Linked DNA regions of Ovis aries: region 2 is linked to region 1. The links are chromatin contacts, called in public Hi-C maps. All regions are on one chromosome and are shown on one strand. Each heading gives the region's core, a stretch centred on a gene start, on an enhancer-like site or on the middle of the called end of the contact. The rest is flanking DNA. Distances are from core to core; before and after follow the strand shown. Region 1 overlaps NEDD4L (NEDD4 like E3 ubiquitin protein ligase). Region 2 overlaps NEDD4L (NEDD4 like E3 ubiquitin protein ligase).

Region 1 (7,161 bases), core at 3,889-6,388:
AGAGCACCCAGCTGGGCTCTGCTGGCCCCACTCACTGCCCTTGACCTATATCGAGGGGCGCCCCGTGGGTCCCCCCAAAACGGGCTTGCTCACCAGAGGTGGTAGGCTTGAAGAGCGGGAGTCTGTCTCATGTGACACCAGCCCCCCCCCCCACCCACCCAGCCTGTCAGTCCTGTTTGGTGTTGTAGTTTTTATCACATGTGTGTTAGCTGCTCAGTCATATCCAACTCTTCACGACGCCACGAACTGTAGCCCGCCAGGCTCCTCTGTCCATGGAATTCTCCAGGCAAGAAGACTGGAGTGGGCTGCCATTTCCTTCTCTGGGGGATCTTCCTGACCCAGGAATTGAACCCTGGCCTCCTGCATTGCAGGGAGATTCTTTACCCTCTGAGCCACCAGGGAAGCTCTGTAGTTTGTATCATAGTTATGTTTACTCTGGCCTTTTCACCACGTCAAGACCTAGTTAAGCTCTCTGGGGGAGATCCACAGACTGTGCTGTCAGCCTGCCTCATATCATGGGGCTTCCCACTCAGAAACTGAGTAGAAGCAAAGTTCATTGTAAAAAGGTGAAGGACAGGGACTTCCCTGGTAGCACAGTGGCTAAGACTCCATGCTTCCAATGCAGGCAGTGTGGATTTAATCCCTGGTCAGGGAACTAAGAATCCCCCATGCTGTGCAGCATGGCAGAAAGACAAAAATAAAATTTAAAAAAGAAAATGTTTAAAAAAACAACGGTGAGGGACAGACCTGTGTGCCTGTCTGCTCAGAAAACTTGGATACGGCTTTAAAGGAGCAGGCAGCCCAGCCCAGGTTACAGTTATTCACAGAACTGTGTGTTCGCTGTCTGTCAGCCGTCCTGCTTGGTGAGCCCTGCGTTGTCTCCCTACCTGCTGAGAACTGCCAGTGGGAGCAGCGATGCTGCTGGCAGCTTCACGACCTGGAACCAAGTGGCTGCTTAAGCTAATTGCTGAGCTGGGTGGAGTTACTTAATCCTTACGGTAGGGGTGGAGTTGACTCGACTCCTTTTCTACCAACAAGCATTTCTGTCTAGCTGTCATTGAAGTGAATCATCGGTATAAGTAGCCGGCTTGGGGCATTCTTCCTCAGTTGTGTTAGAAACTTGCCCGTGGTCCCCAAGGATCAGCAGAGGTGTGAGGACAAGGGAAGCTGAGGCTGGGAGCCCAGGGGTCGTTGAGGCGGACTCCCAGCTGGGTGACTGCAGCACTAGCCCCACCAGACTCTTCCCGGCAGCAGAGATGACTTGTTTTTCATGAACCTTGAGGACAATTATAGGTAAGAACAAAGACACCACTGTCTGCTTTTATTATGTGAATGCGTAGCATCCACTGTTGGCACGGAGTTTGCCTTTGGTATAGTACTTTTTACAACAGTAGCAGTATTCTAGCATCAAGATTCCTCTTTGTAAATTACTTGTGTGTGCTCTTCAGAGTTCCTTGTAGTTGATCAGTTTTGTTCTATGTCTGCATAGACAGCATGACGGCAAAAAGCGAAACTTGACTTGTGGGCTGAATATTCCTGATTCTCTGCTCTTGGCTTTTTTGTCTCTGTTTTGGCTGTTTAGAAAACAGTACATTTTTTATTCCGAAGATGAGGACACAGTGGATACTCGTATCTTTTTTTCCTCGGGAAATAATGGAAAGCGTCGATCATTGGAGTTCTGCGAACGTTGTTCTCTGATTTAGAAATCGCTGGTTGGGGAGGAAGCAGTTATGTTTCCCTTTCTGCTGTGTTTTGGATCTGTGTTTTCTCTGAGTATTTCTGGCTTAGGAAACCCACTGAGAAGAGGGAGCCCCTGCACTTGGCCTCAGATGAAATAACAGCTCAGGTTGTAAAATGGCTTGCTTAGGAAATGATTTATGGTTTATACCTGAAGTTTTGGTTGGTAATGATAGAAATCTTTCTTCTCACTAGTATTTACCTTACATGACTTATCTTAAATGCATTTATTATTATTATTATTGTTATTATTGGTTGGAGAGAGCAAATGGTTAAGCCTGGAACATACTCAGCTAGTTTTTCCTTGAGGTTTTGTTATCATTTTCCCACCACTACTGCTCATACGCACGGATATGTATTACGATTAACACGTGAGTTTTGTTTCTTTACTGTCTCATTTGATGATGATTCATAAACTGTTAGCCAGCTCGTGTATGTTGGTATGTTGCTAAAACGAATTGGAGTGCAGGTTGCACCTTTTTATTAACAAGCCAGGTTACTTTCAAAAAAGTGTACCGAATATTAAATGTTGTTTAAGACGATTAAAGAAAAAAGGTACCAGCAAATGAAATAGCCAAGCCAATAGCCAAAGTTGAGTTATTGTTTTGTTCCCCTTGTGAAGCATGATGTTTGCATATGTTTGAGTTAGGTGGTGCCCATCAAAAAAAAAAAAAAAAGCAAACCACTGAAACTGTGAGAGGGAATTTAAAGAGCCTGTGTAGTGGTGCCTCCCCCGCCCGCTTTACATATTTGTGAGGAGGAAAAGGGGAACTGCCATTCCCATGGGGATTTGAGAAAGACGATGGTGAAAGTAAGAGAGGAAAAAGAAATGCCTTCTCTTTGGACCAGAGAAAAGCAGTGGGAATGATTCTCACGTACAGTGTATTTTTGTGTTTTGTTTTAAAGGTTTTGTTTTATATCTTTTGGAGTCTTGTACTGCAACTAAATGTTGAGTTTTTTTCTTTTCTATTTTTGTTTTATTTTTTAATTGAAAGAATTTTGTGGTTTTCTGTCAAACCTCACATGAATCAGCCATAGGTATACATATATACCTATGTTAAAAAACACTGTTAGGACATTCTTTTATTACCCTGGAGAATAATGAAAAGATATCAAACGAAGGCAGGAGCAGAATGTAGGGCTTTGCTACTTGAGGAATATAAGAACTTTATTCTAAAGTGGTTTGTTTGGTGGGTGTGGGGAGCCCTCTGTCCTTACTGACAGTATCTTAGAGGCGGTTGGTAAGACTTTGGGGTTATGGCGGTGGCCCTGGGGTGGGAGGGATGTTTTGTGTTTCTGAATTTTTTTCCAGACAGTGTTTGTACCTCTGAGGGCTTCAAATAGATTTTTAGGTGGTCACTCCCCTCGCTTGGGCAGAAGCCTGTTCCTCCCTGTGGTTGCTTCCCTCGTGGGTGTTGAGTTAGCCGTGATTTCACGCGCTGCCCCTGTCAAGGGCTTCTGGTTCTCCAGGTGGACTGGTCTCTCCCCTCAGATCCCAGGGGCTCCTGAGGTCATTCACCTCCTCGGTGATGCCCGAAGCCCAGCTTCTCAGGTGTTTTCAGCGGCTCCGAATTCCACAGATGGTCCCTTGACACACCTGCGGCCCGTGTCTGTGTGCCCTCCAGCGCAGCCTGGCTTTCTCAGCGTCCAGTGTGGGCGCGGGTCGCAGGCGCCGTCACACCCGCTGGCCAGGACTTGGGGCTTGGGCCTGCCTGACCGAGCCCCCCAGCTGCCCACCTGGAGTCAAAGACAGCTTCGTTTCTGAGGCCCGAGGTCTAGATCTTAGGGAAACTCCTTCCTGCTTTGGTGTTGTCCCCAAAACCGCATCAGCCAAAACAGGTAAACCACCAGCTGGACTCTCAGCTGAGACCGACGTGAGCCGCTGACTCATCTTAGAAGCAGTTACTGGGGAAAAGGGAGAATTCCAGCTCTCCCCCCCGACATCAGCCCAGAAGACAACTCCTGGAAAACAGAGGCGTCCGTGGAAATGTTTGGAACGGCACGTGGACGTGTGACAGGGCATGTCCTCCCAGAGGCAGTTAGCGGTCATCGCTCCAGACTAAGTGGCAACTCAGAGATGATGGATTCTAGTCGGGTAACTGGGGTTGAATAGAAACACATTTAAAAATCACCACTTGCAGTGATGTAAGCTGTCCTGCTCGCTTCACTATTACTCATCCGCCCTCTGCGGGTGACGGGATCACATGTGATTATAAAGCACCTCTGACTCAGGTCAATGACTGGAAACCTCGTCATATTACAGAGGGCATCTGGTCACAGATTCTGGAGCAGAGGTCAGCGACGGCCCTGGGGCTGGGACCTTTGGGAACGTTTTCCAGGGCCGGGATTTGGTTTGAACCTGCAGCTCAATTAACAGGCTTGGCGAGTTGATTTTTGGCCAAGATCTGCCATACTGTGTAGACAAGCTTGAGACTCACGGAAGTCTCCAGCCTTGTTAGAGGAAAGAGTGTGGTGGGCTTTAAGGAATTTTAATGTCTCCCACTTTTTCTTTCTTGCCCTGTTGTGTTGAGGTTTTCAAGGGCGTGATTGCATGTGAGGTTCGTGAGTGGTGTGTCTGAAGGACACTGACCTGTCTGGTAATACGTTTGTGTGGCTATCTTAACTCATCGACAAGGCTATTGAGTATCCTTGTTCATTCGTTTAGAATAATTTGTCTTCTTATTTGAGTCTGTCCCTGACCAAATATTTATTAAGTATCTTTGTGTTGGAGACCTCTTTTTCGCTTCCAAGTTGCAGTTTTTGTGGAGCTCAGATTCTTTTTAAAAGGCTGACTGTTTCTCCCCCTTCTCATTCTTGTTTTCACTGGGTTGATTTTCTTTTTAAATACATACTTTAGCCACCCTTAAGCATGGAGCTGAGTGGGGATGGCCATCAAAGACAGTTAACATTTAATTGATTGGTGAGATTAAGCAGACTGGGAAAAATATGTTTCCCAATTTCATTAGCCAGTTAAAAAAATTGTTTTTCAATTCTTTGTTCATTCACAGGGAGTCCACACAGTGATTTTTCCCTGTGTGTGCGTGCACTTGCATGCCAGAGGAGCCCTGTTTCTGAAGGAAATAAAGAATTTAACGGCTAGGACGATTACGTCAGCTAAAAAGTATGCCTGTCAGAGAGAGTATGAGAGTGAGAAGACCGAAACGGGGCCCAGTCACTTCCGGGGACCTGCACACCCCAGGAGATGGGGCATCACCCACTGCAGGGATGTTATGGGGAAAATTAGATTTGGAGCATGACACAGCACAGAAAGCTTTGATGACAAATCCAGCATCTTAGTTAGGCAATAAGCCGCTTAAGGCTGAGACCCGCAGACAGTGAGACTCAGAGGCGTGCTGGCAGGTGGGGCACGGCCTGCCCCTCCCCGGCCCAGAGCTGCAGGCCTCCTGCGCTTGCCCAGCCGAGGTGCCACCTGCGTCATCCTGAAGTCGCCCTTTCGCTGTGCTCTGTATCTGGCTTGGCTGCTGCTTTTTTAGGGGAGGGGAGAAGTGTGGGCAGAGAAGGAAAGAAAAAGCAGTTGGTGAGTTCCGGGTGAAGAGTGCACCAGTAAGTCTCTAAGTGGCTTCCCAGTCTTGTGGTGAGGCTCAGTTATTTATTCAACAAGGGTGCACGGAGCCCCTGGGGGTGCCCACTCGGGAGCCGGGTGCTGGAGAGGCCCGGGGCAGCAGGAGGGGCCAGGTGTACACTGGTGCCCGGGCCGTGGGCCACACGGCATCTGAAGGGAGCTGCAGCCGACAGTCACCAAGGGAACATGTCAGTGTGATAACCAAGCAAGGGAACAACAATGGCATGGGCGGACAAGCCTTTCTTTTTTTTCCTCAGTCGCTGTCTCACGAGGCAGCTTCTAACATTTTCCAGTACGACTGTCTTTTGGTTCATTTGGAAGTTGTGGCCGACACTGGGATAGTGGTCAGAAAACCTGCTTTAAAAAGGCTCTGCCAACTCCTCCCCGTAGAAGGTTACAGGTTATTGTGTTCAGAAGGGACAATGCTGCCATTTATCTTATAGACCAGAATGCAAAGTTGTTTTCCTGGAAAAAAATATTTCCACTCACCTAGCATGCTTATCTTTTCTTGCCAATGTTGGAAGCCAGGGACAGGCACATCATTGGAGTAGTCCAGGAGGGACGAGTTATTCCGCCCTCTCAGACATGTGGCAGCCTGGATACAGAAGCAAAGGGTCGGTCCTGTGGCCGCACCGCTGGTGTGACACAAGTTTTGTTCTTTGCCACATGGGGCCCTGTCGAGTTAAGTGACGTCCAATACTGAACTCTCATTTTTAAGTCAGAATTTATTTTAGCATTTTATAGAACCAAGCCTTGTAAATTACTGCTATCTTGAAAGTATAGGATTGGAAAGCCCCCCTTACCATTTGGTGAGATTCAATTCAGTTCAGTCGCTCAGTCGCGTCCGACTCTTTGCGACCCCATGAATCGCAGCACGCCAGGCCTCCCTGTCCATCACCAACTCCCGGAGTTTACTCAAATTCATGTCCATCAAGTCGGTAATGCCATCCAGCCATCTCATCCTCTGTCGCCCGCTTCTCCTCCCCCCTCCAATTTTTCCCAGCATCAGGGTCTTTTCAAATGAGTCAGCTCTTCGCATCAGGTGGCCAAAGTATTGGAGTTTCAGCTTCAACATCAGTCCTTCCAATAAACATGTAGGACTGATCTCCTTTAGGATGGACTGTTTGGATCTCCTTGCAGTCCAAGGGACTCTCAAGAGTCTTCTCCAACACCACAGTTCAAAAGCATCAATTCTTTGGCGCTCAGCTTTCTTTATAGTCCCAACTCTCACATCCATACATGACTACTGGAAAAACCGTAGCTTTGACTAGATGGACCTTTGTTGGCAAAGTAATGTCTCTGCTTTTGAATATGCTGTCTAGGTTGGTCATAGCTTTCCTTCCAAGGAGCAAGCATCTTTGAATTTCATGGCTGCAGTCACCATCTGCAGTGATTTTGGAGCCCAGAAAAATAAAGTCAGTCACTGTTTCCCATCTATTTGCCATGAAGTGATGGGACCAGATGCCATGATCTTCGTTTTCTGAATGTTGAGCTTTCAGCCAGCTTTTTCGCTCTCCTCTTGGTGAGCTCAATGGGCAGCAATCGTGGCATCTGGTTATTTCCCAGTGTGGGTGGCAGCTCCAGGAAACAAACCTGGTGCCTTACTCCAGGGCACCTGCCCGCAGTGACGTTGCTGCTGCCGCTGCTTAGTCATTGCAGTTGTGTCTGACTCTGTGCAACCCTACGAACAGCAGCCCACCAGGCTCCTCTGTCCATGGGATTCTCTAGGCAAGAAGACTGGAGTGGATTGTGACGCCCTGCTCCAGGGATCAAACCTGGGCCTCCTGCATTGTAGACAGAGTCTTTACCCCTGAGCCACTAGGGAAGCCCCCAATTATGTT
Region 2 (6,718 bases), core at 1,567-4,066, 130 kb after region 1:
TTCGCTCTTCCTTCGTTCAGGGCAGTCAGCGGCGGCTCATTGGAGGTAGCATAGAGTTCTTTTTAAAGTCAGTGCTGTTTTTCTGCTGTTTCATCTCTAGGCCAATAGTTAACCTGAAGTGGGTCCTCAGGTTTCCGACTGTTTCTGATGTTCCCGAAGGTTTGTTTTCCTTCCTGCCCCTTATATCCCCAGCTGACTACCCAGGTATGGAGTTGGGCTCCATTCTTTTTATGTGCTGCACTGCTGTTTAGAACCGATGATTACATGAAATCCGGTTGAGTTTTGGTGATTGTCACTGGCCCTGGCTCTTTGGTCTTGGACCAAGAGTCAACACATGCTTTAAATTCCCACTTCTAGTGAAGACACCAAATATACCCAGTTGCTAGAACAGCAGTATCATGTGAAGGAAGAGACCTGGACCCAAGTGACCTGGACTGTCATTTACACTCTGCCCATGGCACGATGGTAATTCAGTCCCTTGAGAACTGGATTAGGCTCTCTCAGATCTCACGGATCACAGTGCAGTGTGTCTTCACGAGGACATTCTTAGCACTCGGGGCAGGGCTGTGCTTGTTGCTGCGGGGCATTCGCCATCCTCGGCCCCTGCCGCCGGATCCCAGCACACTGAAAAGCTCGGGAGCCCCCAGGCATTTCCCAACACCCCTTAGTGAGAACCACTCCAATTTTGAAGTAAAGGTATAACCTGCAGAGAGAATTTAAAATTCAGATCTGGTAGCATTCATTTGGTAAACTCATCACTACTTCTCAGACGTATAATAAGTAACAGTTTCATCTGAAGATAATATTACGGGTTTGTGGCAACAAGAGAGTAATAGATAGGAAGCTCCTTGGAAAACAGAGTGACAGAGGTTGGTTTCAAAGTCTTTTTTTAACCCCCCTCAGGGATGTAGAACCTGTAGCAGTCCTACTACTGAAGCCATTTCTACTTGCTACAGCATTGCTGGGATTTCAGTTCCTCAGCCAGAAATGGGAGCTCCAGAAGTAGGGGGTAAATATTGTGAAAGTAGATGGATTAGTATATGGAGCCACTGTGGCTTGCCAACATAAGCTATGATTTTAGTAATTTGAACTAGCTTAGTAATCAAATCCCCTAACCTTTTCACAGCCTTTCACGCCACAACTGCAGTGTAATCGCAGCTGGGCAGGTTTTCTTTTAAATAGCACCCGCTTTATTTATTGCCTGCATTGTTGCTGAATGAAACCCAGTTTTTTATTTCCCATTGCCCCTTTCGACCAGATACTCGTGACTCACTGATTTTCAAATTTCAATTTGTTAAAACAATGTTTTGTCACGGGTGCTGTCATGAAAATCCTGAAGGGAGCAACAAAGAGTTCCACCAGCCGTCAACACCCTTCCCCGCTCAGCGTGGAGGCCCTGACACAGCTGCGTTATCCCTGCTAAACAAAGGCCCATCCGCAGCGCTGGCTGCAGAGCACATGCTCTGAACACGTGTTTATTCTGACAAAAGGTGGAGGGATGGGGAGAAACAAGAAGATAACTTTCAGCTTAAAACCTGTGTTGAGTTACTTTGGGGGTTGCTTTGTTTTTGTTTGTTTGTTTGTTTTTTAAAGAAAGAACAGCTATTCTTAGATTTGAGCATTGTCATAAAAGAAAGAAAAACCGGTCAGACAGGTCAAGAGGGATGAAAACGGACATCTTCCCTCTGCACCCCGTGTGCTCTCGAGCCCTGCACAAACCAGAAGCTTCTCCTTTGTATACATTGATAGAAGAACCTTCCTTTTGCTTCCCCAGGCTGGTACTAGTGGTAAAGAATCCACTTGCCAATGCAGGAGATGTGGGTTCGATCGCTGCTGGGTCAGGAAGATCCCCTGGAGAAGGAAATGGCAACTGGCCCCAGTATTCTTGCCTGGAGAATCCCATGGACTGAGGAGCCTGGTGGGCTACAGTCCATAGGGTCGCAGAGTCTGACACACACACACGCACGCACGCACGCGCACACACCCCCCCCCCCTTTGAGTCTGTTTATAAAACACAGCCCTTTGTACTCACGAATCACAGAGGCAGGATGCCAGCCTGCTGTCGGTAATCAAGTCAGACATGTCAAATGCGCATCTCTTGGCCCCCACAGGGGTGGGTTGGCTGTGGATCTCGGGGAGACCCCTAGGGAGGTGAGAAGAGATTACACGAGGCTTCAGTGTGTCTATTGCTTCTGCTGAAGAAGCAGCTCAAAGCATGTGTGTAAGAACATATTTATGTCTTTTACAGGACAAAGCATTGGCTTATTTCTGTAATGAGAAAGATTATACCGTAATTAAGTTTTAGGCTTGTTTTCTTTTCTGCCCAGGTCCAAACTCATAAAAGTCACTGTAGTCCAGGTCTGGTGGTTGCTCCCTTCCAGGCTGGAAAAAGCACCACTGTTTTTTCAACCAGCCAGCATGCCCTTACTTTATCTGTTTTTAATAAGTCTAATAAGAAATTGCGGGTAGGGGAGACATGTGGGATCTTAGTTCCCCAACCAGGGATTGAACCCATGCCCCCTGCCTTGGAAGGCGAAGCCTTAACCACAGGACTGCTAGGGAACTCCCCGAAACCTTTTTTTTTTTTATGTTGATCTTTGCCTTCTATTTAAAAGCCCTTTCAACTGTATTTGAGGGAAGCGGTTGTGAAATACTGATGTAATTGTGAAGGAGGCTCTTCTGTGCTGAGGCAAGGGAGAACAGCCCAGCCCGAGTTGTGTGTTTCACTCCTTCACCTCGCTGGGACTCCGGCTGACTCTCGTCCCTCCGGTTGTCCCAGCTCACATGGGGCCTGGCTGTTTTCCTGCCCTGCCGGCTGCGCCCTCTGTCGGTCAGGGGAGTCCATGGGAGGGCGGCTCCGTGGGGCCCCCTAGGCTGAGCTCCCAGAGCCTGATGGATGGCAGCTGCTGCCAGTGTTTTGATTTTTGTTAGTACAATAAAATCACGTGATGCCCCCACACACACACCGCTGCCTCCAGCCCTCACATTCTCTGGCTTCCAGATTTCTGTGCCGGGCCATTTTAGTAGACCTGGGAAACGGAGTTTATTTTATTCTTCATGCTTCTTCCCCCATTCCCGGTTGGTCACTTTTGTTTAATTGCAGTTGATTTTTTGTTTGTTTATCTTCTTTCAATCAGCAGCTCTTTACCAGAAGAGCTGGTTGTCTTTCACAGTAGCCTGCATGTATAATTCCAAGCATGGAGCATCCAGAAGCCCCGGCCTTGTGATCCCAGCCTCGGACTTTCTCTGAATCCAGCATCATCCAGGGCTGTGGGGGGCCCAGGGTTCCCCATGGTGGGGACATTACTTGGGCCAGCTCACAGTTAGCCTTGGATGTGTTTGGTGGAATTCACCATTCTAAGGTTTTCCTCTTTCCATGACAAAACAGTCACAGATGTTTATCAGATGATCAGCTTTTTGGACCTTCTGAATCCTAAAGCTACTTGTATATCTACTTACACTGTAGGTGTTCCAGTATGCTATAGAATGCTGGAGTGTTTTTAGGTCTCTAATTATCCCTTTAAAAAGTTCAAGATCAATTTCCATCGAAAACTGCTAATATGATTTATTGCTTCTATTAACAGTTTGCTTATAGCTGACAGAAAGCACAGGTTGATTTGTGCATGTGTGATTTTTGTTGTCGTTGTTCTTGCCAGCCCCCAAACCTGTCACTTTGTCATTATCTGGTGATACTAAGGGTTTATACTGTTCATTTGGGAGAAACATTTTTAAAGCTTTGTCGAGGTATCGTGCACATCCCATACAATTCACCCGTTTAAAACATACCTCAGAATGATGTTTAGAGCATCACACACGGGCAGCCATCACCATCATCAGTTGTAGGACATTTCCATCCCGCCAAAGGAAACCCCATGCCCATTAGCAGTCACGCTCCATAATCCAGATGTTTAATACAGTCTTGGTATATAACCATATGTAACTTCATATCTCCAGCAAAAAGTGAGGTTTATTATTTTCCCAGTTTTATATTAACTATTTCATTTTCTTGCTGACTTGGGAAAATGCTGAGGCAGAAAACCTTTTAGTAATTTTAAGAGCAACAAAGGCTTTAACATTATTGAAATACAGGGTTGTTTTGGGTTTTGTTAAGATTTTAGGGTGACTTTTTGTTTTCCTGTTAGGCTTATTTAGTTAATAATGTTATCATTTTGTTTTCTAGTCATTTGAGCTTAAAAGATTATCATTTTGTTTGTTTTCTAATCTTTTGAGTTTAAAATTGGGATTCCCTAGGTTGCCCTGCATTTTTAATTGGGTCTGTATAAGTGAAGGGGCAACTGCTAGACTCTAAACCAGAACCTCTGGGCAAGTTCTTGTTCTCTGTGAGACTCGGTTTCCTTGTCTAAGGGAGCAGAGATTATGTGCCCAACCTCCTAGCAAGGTAGCTGCAGGATCGTACATCTGACTGCTCTTGGTAAGTTACAAAGCATGACCCAAGATGTCAGGGCATGTATTTTTCTTTCATTGGTTCTGTGTGGTATCTGATAAAGCATATCTCTTAAGAAAAGTATTTTGTGAACTTTTAAGATCTATAGAACTTTAAGAATTTATAGAACTTGGTCAAGAATCCCGGTGAAGTTCTCTCACGGGGATGTGACTTGATAAGATGTTGCCAACTAATTCTGGGGCAGGACATGCCTGGGCAGTCAGACCAGATTTCAGACTTTCGGCTTTAGCTGAAGAGAGGTGGAAGGGAGCAACAGTAGACTTAAGTGCTGATGGAGAGGCTGTTGCTAACAGGTTAGCTGCCCTCACGCCAGGGCTCAAGGTCCATAGGGAGCTATACAAACCGGTGTCCCCACCCCCTCCAAGTGGACTAGGGCCTCGTCTTCACCAGCATCCTCCACTCTGGTTTCCATGGTAACATCACTGCTGGAACCCTCTCCCTCTTCATCTGCTCTGGGTCTTGGGAAAACCTTTTACTTAAATGTTCTTACTCTCCTCCTCTCATCGAGGACAAGAAGGAAGAGTGGAATCATTTATGAGAGCTGGGATGTCAGGCTTCCTACACCAAGGTGGGATCCTCCCCTCCCCCACGCAGCAGGAGTGCATCGCCACGTACAGGCAGCCTGGTTGCTGCGGAGCACACACCTCCCGAAGGGGAGGACCAATACTACCCACGGTCAGTCACTCCTAACATCTCCTGCCTTTTTCATTTCTCTTTCAGGAAGATCCACGCCTGAAATTTCCAGTACACATGCGGTCAAAGGCATCCTTAAACCCCAATGACCTTGGCCCTCTTCCTGTGAGTACACTGGAGACCCACAGACCAGTCTGAAAGTGTTTACTGAGTCACGGGCTCGGTACTGATAGGGAAGCCCTGTGATCTTCTTCTCTGGGTTGAGTCCCTTTGGTCTGTAAGTTCTTAATAGACTCAGTTTACACAGTTCACACCGCACGTAGCTCTTCTGAGAGAGGGGTCGGCATGGCTGCCCTCTTGCTAGTGGAAGGTACACCTTGCCGCTAGGATGTTCGAGGCTTTCTCTGCAGGTGATGAGTTAAGCAGCACACATTTATCTTGTAACTTAGCAACCATTGATTTCCATCCATACTGCTGATTTAGTCATAGGAATAAAAATATTAAAGACTGTGGGAGAAAAAGGCGTAAGTAATCGCAGAAGGTTTCTCTAAGTCATTTATCCTGCAGATATTTTAAGTTGTTCTCCCTTGTCGATGACTGTTTATAAATCTAATTTTTATCAGTTCTTTTTTGGGGCCTGAGTGAGAAATGAGCTATTCATTCCAAGTTAAATTTTGAATGAAACCTTCTCCATGCTTCCTTCTTGACCCACCCCCCACCCCCACCCCCATTTTTTAAAAACCCTTACGGAGGCTGAAAGGTAGGGAGTGGTGCCCACTCCAAGACTTCTTTAAAGTGGAACAGTACTGGGAATTTTTTTGGTGATTGTTTCCCAAGAACCTTTCTATTGCCTGCTATATGGTACTATACATACAGCCAAATTTGAAACTCGAAAGATCAGGGTGAAGTCTTTATTCATCGGGTTATACAAATGTCACACACTCCCCAGATATTGGGTTCCGGGGTTTAGATGGAAGGAGCCCAGAGGAGAGACTGGAGAGAGGGTTTAGAAGGTGAAAGGTGGCAGGCTGTTTAGGTCTGCTGGATTCTAGACTTCAGTAGCACGTGGGCACAGTCCAGATAATGAAAGCACACAAGACTGACCTCGGAAAAATTATCCAGATCTGTTGGTTCCTGAGTAGTGAGAGTTCACAATAGAGAATTACATTAGACTGTTCAACCACCTGATGACATGGATATAGCCTCCATCTCTCACATTTTATATCAACCTTCCTCCTCCCTTTAGGACTCAGTAAATATACATTTAATTAGATGAGCTATTCCATCCCAGGCTCCACTGTCTCACAGTGTGCCGAAGTTTCCCCGTGAAGCTTCTGAAATAAGAGCCCCTGGTCCCTGTTCATCACCCAGCGAGTACAGCTGGACTGCAGAACGTGTGCAAAAGTGTGTTGCTGGGTGTTGTCACTAGTTCATCTGAAATGTTCCCGTTTCATTTACTCTTTATGGGAAAATGTACCCCCGGGGAGAAGGTGCCGCAGGGTCTCTAGCATTCGCCTTTGATTTTGGAACTGCTGGCTATTTTTGTCTTCTCTGTCTCTCTCCCCTGATACCAGCCTGGCTGGGAAGAAAGGATCCACTTGGACGGCCGGACGTTTTACA

Evidence for each region. Hi-C and Micro-C count contacts between places; a contact is called where the count stands out from the background.
Region 2: a Hi-C map of mixed tissues shows a contact between it and region 1, with 1.9 times the contacts expected there. The contact joins two enhancer-like sites. A contact is called at or near these places in 4 of 16 Hi-C or Micro-C datasets (mixed tissues, muscle, omental adipose tissue and 1 more).

The regions. Positions count from the first base shown.
Region 1 is chr23:57,683,258-57,690,418 of ARS-UI_Ramb_v3.0, forward strand. All of the region lies in intron 3 of NEDD4L (NEDD4 like E3 ubiquitin protein ligase), which reads left to right. Among named protein-coding and RNA genes, the nearest start is that of TRNAE-UUC, 170 kb to the left of the region's middle. Within about 2 kb of position 5,139, at least 25 of the 54 cell types and tissues checked have an H3K27ac peak or open chromatin away from gene starts, as enhancers often do.
Region 2 is chr23:57,817,920-57,824,637 of ARS-UI_Ramb_v3.0, forward strand. NEDD4L (NEDD4 like E3 ubiquitin protein ligase) reads left to right here. Exons shown (of 33, transcript XM_042239245.1): 18 at 5,186-5,263; 19 at 6,673-6,718. Among named protein-coding and RNA genes, the nearest start is that of ALPK2, 260 kb to the right of the region's middle. Within about 2 kb of position 2,817, at least 16 of the 54 cell types and tissues checked have an H3K27ac peak or open chromatin away from gene starts, as enhancers often do.